2 separate regions of the Mus musculus genome follow, and region 1 is linked to region 2. Evidence: chromatin contacts called from public HiChIP or PLAC-seq data. All regions are on one chromosome and are shown on one strand. The core of a region is the stretch at or near the end of the contact, and the rest is flanking DNA. Distances in the headings are between cores, read along the strand shown. Region 1 holds the start of 4932435O22Rik (RIKEN cDNA 4932435O22 gene). Region 2 has its middle 19 kb from the start of Gm31399.

What was found. HiChIP or PLAC-seq counts read pairs in DNA pulled down with a chosen protein or histone mark.
Region 1: an H3K27ac HiChIP or PLAC-seq map of neural progenitor cells shows a contact between it and region 2, with 4 times the contacts expected there. The contact joins the promoter of 4932435O22Rik here to the enhancer-like site in region 2. A contact is called at or near these places in 5 of 484 Hi-C or Micro-C datasets (the HPC-7 cell line, cerebellar granule neurons, nephron progenitors and 2 more), 3 of 115 datasets of contacts at active chromatin or transcription factors (the SCID.adh cell line, embryonic stem cells and neural progenitor cells) and 1 of 9 other capture datasets (embryonic stem cells).

What each region holds. Positions count from the first base shown.
Region 1 is chr11:114,447,464-114,450,163 of GRCm38.p6, reverse strand. 4932435O22Rik (RIKEN cDNA 4932435O22 gene) reads left to right here and starts at 1,304. Exons shown (of 3, transcript NR_027643.2): 1 at 1,304-1,492.
Region 2 is chr11:114,401,815-114,404,514 of GRCm38.p6, reverse strand. No RefSeq gene overlaps it. Among named protein-coding and RNA genes, the nearest start is that of Gm31399, 19 kb to the left of the region's middle. Within about 2 kb of position 1,339, at least 32 of the 459 cell types and tissues checked have an H3K27ac peak or open chromatin away from gene starts, as enhancers often do. A contact at or near this core is called in the SCID.adh cell line and neural progenitor cells, where this site is marked.

The sequences.
Region 1 (2,700 bases), core at 55-2,554, 46 kb before region 2:
GGCCCAAACTGGCTGGCCTGGGTTGGTTCAGGCTGTATTACAGGATGGCACATTAGTTATGTCTACTCTACTCTTGCATGTTTGCATACCTGGTGTTGTGGTTTGAATATGAATGGTTCCCAAAGGCTCCTATATTCAAGTGCTTGGTTCCCAGTTTGTGAAATTGTTTGGGAAGGATTAAAAGATGTGAACAACCTTGTTGGAAAAGGTTTCAAAAGCCCACACCATTCCCCGATAGCTCTCCCTCTGCCTGGTGCTTGTTTGTCAGACGGAAGTGCTCACCCACTGCTCCTCTGCCATGCCTGCCTGCCTGCTTCTTTTGTGCTCCCTGCCATGGTGACCTTCCCTGTTCATGGTGACCCATGAACCCCCAAATTAATTTTTTTTAAAAAATACATTTCCTTGGCTGTGGTGTTTTGTCATAGCAATAGAAAAGTAATTAAGACATGTGGTCAGTGTCAGAGGTTCAAGGCCACTTCCAGCCTCAAGAACACAGGCAGTCTTCACTGCATCATGGAGCCGCATATACTATTAGCCCAAATGAGCCATGTGGAGTGAGGGGAGAGGCATTACCAAGAGCCAGGACGTCCCATTCTCTGTTAAAGGAAAGATCTGGAAAACAGAGACCTACAATCTACTCTGCATATCCCCCACTGGTGATTTAACAGGACCCCACCCCCACCCCAATCCCGCTGTGTTCTCCCAACACCCATCTTCAACCTGTCACCTACCTGCTTCTTCAGTTTCCACTCCCCTGTGTCTCCCACATTGGAACATCATAAGTTCCGCACAAGTGGAAAGTTGTGTCTAGATCAGATCTGGCACATAACAGGTGGTCAGTGTGCATTCCTTGAATGGTCTAAATCTGATCCCACTACCCACGTCCACATCATGAGTTGTGATTCATTTTGTGTGGGAAAAGCAGCCACTATCCTAGCTCGGGGAGATGGACTGAAAAACCTCATCACGTTGGAAAACAAACCAATTTCCTGCACTGATTTGGAACCTCTGATGAGCCCGAAGAGTTGGAGATGTTCTAAAAATAACTCCCACAAAGCCTCACTGTGACAACACGTTTCTCCCCCTCTGACCTGCCCGATGGAGGGGCCCGGGCCTAATAAATTCAAACAACAGGGCATGCCAATCCCCAGAGACTTCACTCCTGGGGCTAAGATAATAATCCCAGGGTTTTGGCAGGCATTCCTGGATCGCACTCAGCTTCTCTTGCATGAAAGGACAGGCCGCCCCTGCCAAATGGAACCACCTTGGAGAAGCTGGCTGGGCTGCAAGTGCTATCCTCTGCAGTCAGCAACTGGCAAGTTCAACTGGTGTCTGTGGGGCGCCAGGCACAGCCTCTGTTAACCCTTTCACCGCCCGCCCTGAAGAGTGAACACCATTCTGCTCCCCACCGAAGATGGGAAGTGAACTCTCTTTCCTGATATGACAGGGACAGGAGATACCACAAAGCTTCAAGGTCAAGCCCGTGATTCAGGTTGGTACCCTTTCTACCAGGTCAAGTGGGTGGAAGGTTCTAGAACTACTGAAACTGGATTTTTCCAGGGGGTGAATAGGGCAGTGTTGGGACAGTACTGGGGTGTGTGTGTGTGTGTGTGTGTGTCCTGGCTTACCGTGTTCCCCAGTCCCTTCCAGGAGTCCTGGGGTCTGAAGGGAAAGTGGTGGCATCAATGCAGTCGGATGTGTGAGAAGCAGGGACAGACACCATTACAAGTCTTGACTAGAATCACAGCACCATAGACCCAGGAGTCTTCCCACCATTCTTAGCACCACTGCCATGTATTATCTATGATATTAATTATTTATCAGTAGTAGTTATAGCCATCACCACCACAGCTAGATCATTAATATTTACCAACAATTAATAGCATTAATATTTATTAATATTAATCTCCATTAATAAGATGTAGAAATGCTTGTCAATTTATCAATAAATATTAATGGTATAATATTTATTATAATAATGAATAGTTATCACAAATGCTATCCACCAGGCATTAACGAGCCTAGTATAAGGTTTGGGGAGAGGGCTCAGGCTCAGTTCAAATCCTCAACACCCGAATCAAAAGGCTGGTGGTGTGGTGAGCAGCTGCACATTAGCACTGGGGAGGCAGAGACAAGAGGATCCCTAGTGCTGAGAGCCAGCCAAGCTGGCTGAAGTGATGAGCGTCAGGTTCAATGAGAGACCCTGCCTCTAAACATAATATAAGCTGGAGAATGATTGAGAAAGACTCCCAGCATTGGCCTGGCCTTCACAAAACATGCACACATGTGTGTGCAAGAGTGTGTGTGTTTGGACACACACACCACACACATATACACAAGCACGCACTTACGTATGAACATGTACACTTTGTACACACACAGAAGAAAGTCTTAAGACATTATCAATTTTAAAAAATTGTATGTGCCTGTGTGTGTACTCGGACAAATTTATGTGCACTGTGTACATGTGGGTACCCATGGAAGCTAGAGGGCAAGAGATTCCTGCAGCAGGAGTTAGAGATGGTGGTGAACTGCCTGATATGGGTGTTTGAAACCGAGCCTGGGTCCTCCAAGAAAGCAGTAAGCACTCTTAATTGCTGAGCCACCTCTCTAGCACTTCGAAGGGAGAAATGAAAAGGTAAATGCAAAACCTACTATAGGTATTAAAATAATACACTTGACAGAAAAGGAAACTGAGGC
Region 2 (2,700 bases), core at 90-2,589:
ATCTCCTGTGGCTATTAGAGAATAGATAAGACTGGTGAATGCATAGTGAAAAGAGACTTGTCTGGACTCATGGAATCTGGAGGCTGGGATGTCCTAGATTATAGGTACCTCTAGAAGTCCTTGAACTTCGTGTTTATCTGGGAACCCTCTAGGGAAGACCAACAAGAAGATCAGCCTTTTCTGAGGTCCCAGACTCCATAAAACAGAGTGCCAAGTTTATCTAGTCAGACAGCCATGCTCCAACCATAGCACTGGTATAGCACTGCTGTGTTACTATACAAGCCTGTAGATTTCTGGAACATTCTAGAGAGTTCTGGATCTTTTTGGACAATTTCTAGTTTTCTTTTTCTCATTCCTCTGGGAACACTAATACGGGGAGGCAGATCATGGCAGTCAAGGCCATGGCTTGTCACAAACATGGTCTGCCGGGCCCACAGAGGGAACTCCTGGGGCTGCTGCAAGGTCCAAGCAGAGGTCCCAGGAAGGTCCCTAGCATGGCTGTGTGTGAATTTGTGTCTGGATAAAGGTGAATTTCTGAGTGAATGAATTCTCTGAGGTAAGTAGGTGCCTACATGTTCCTGTGTTGGTGTAAGAGTTGGTATGAATGCGTCTGTGTTTATGTGTTGGTGTGAATGTTGACTGTGTGTGTCTGCATGGCTTGAGTATCTGTGTATGCATGCCTTCTCTGTGTGTATGTCAGTGTATTTCATGCTAGTGTCTGTGAGTGTGAGTCCTTAGGTGTGTCTGTGTGAACATGCCTGAGTGATTGTGTGAGTCTTGCGTGCTGTCTTTGGTATGTGACTGTGTGTATTAGTTTCTGTGGAGGTATATGAGTGTGAGACTGTGTGTGTGTGTGTGTGATGTGTGTATGGGTACTTTTGAGTGTGAGTCCCTGGGTATAAGTGTGTGAGTGTGTGGATATGTACTGAGTGTAAGTCCTCTGTGTGTGTGTGTTGGTGTGTGAATATGTGGCATGTCTCTGTATGATATAAAGGTGAGTCTCTGTGTGTGTCTGGGTGTGTGTGATTGTGTGTTGGTCTCTAAGTCTGTGATAACAAGAATCACAGTGTGTGCACATTGTGTGAGAAGTTGGTGAGCTATATATACATACAGGCATCCGTAGGGAGTCTGGGGCATTCCCTGTGGAGTTTGAGCTGGTGTGTGAAGAAACCGCTGAGGTCGATTCAGAATTGACTTGAGGCTGGGTAGCGGTGACAGTCAGGACAGGGTGGAGAAGGACGCTAACAGCTGAAGCGTTGCTCCATGATTGAGTGGGGATCGCAAAGGAGACAGAGCTGAGAGGCCCAGGGTTCACTGGGAGGCTGGCAGGGGGCGCTGTGAGGTACAGCCGGCTGTGGCTTCAGAGGTCTTGGCTAAAGCCAAGGCACTGGGCAGCCAGGGCTCAGCCAGGGGACTTGTGGAGGCCACAGAAACCAGAGAGGGCCTCCCCTTCCGGGGCTCTGTCTCTGGAAGAAACCTATGAAGGTGGCATTGTCTTTGTCTCCCCTTCACCAGGGCTGATCCGGTGTAGTGTCATAGACTTCCTGGGCCGTTTCTTCCAGCCTTCTGGCTTGTGACTGCTTATTGCAAATGCAGTTAGGGGTTCTGGGCCGCTTTGTTCTTTTAAATAATAGCAAATGTAGCCAAGGGTGTTGTCCCTTTGCCGAGGATTTTCTCACTCAGAGCTGGGACCCCCACCTCCCAGCGGTCTCTCTGGTCGATCTGGTGTCCTAATCCTGGGTTCTGGCATCAGAGTGGTTGCCATGGGGATCTCACCATTTCGCATGTTGATGCTGGATTCAGCAAGAAATGAATGTGAAGAAAGGGGGAAGGTGAGAGGGAGGAGGGGAGGAAACAGGATTCTTAGGGTCTCTCCAGGGTCGGGGCTTGGGAGGTGGCCAGGAAGAAGTAGGGAAGGATGCCTGAGTTTCCTCAGCCAGGAGCAAAATAGTGCCAGCTGGTGACTGAAAACAAAAGCACTAGTCCTCTGTAATTCCCTGAAGTGAAAAAAAATTCAAGTTTCAAGCAGAGTTGGTTCCTGCAGGAGGACTCCTAGGGAGGACTTCTGTCTCCTCCTCCTTTCAGTCTTGTCTGTCAGTGTCCTGTTGTATCTCGCCCTGCACACACACACACACACACACGCACACGCACACGCGCGCGCACGCACGCGCGCACACACACACACACACACACACACACACACAGAGAGAGAGAGAGAGAGAGAGAGAGAGAGAGAGAGAGAGAGATATCACTCCTGACTCTCTGGGGCCTTCTCCTCCGCTCTCCCCTCCACTGGCCCTTCTCCTCTGTCTGTAAGCTCATCCCTCTGCTATCTCTGGTAAGAGCACTTTCCAGGAACCCGGTGAGGTGGCTCAGTGTGTGAGAGCACTTGCTCCACAAGCCTGAAGGCCTGAGTTCAAGTCCCCAGTTCCCACACAAAAGCTTGTCATTGCAACCATACCGAGGTGGAGATAGTAGGATCCCAGAAGCTGGTTGACTTACTAATCAAAATGGTGAGAGAGCCTGTCTCTGGTAATGAGGTGGAAGAGAGACCGTGTCTCTGGTAATGGGGTAGAAGGACACCCAGCATTTTCCTCTGGCCTCTATCCATATATGCATGTGTGCATTTGCACTCTCACAGATACACACCTGTATATACATACACGTGCATGCACATACACACCCACCCACATACACACG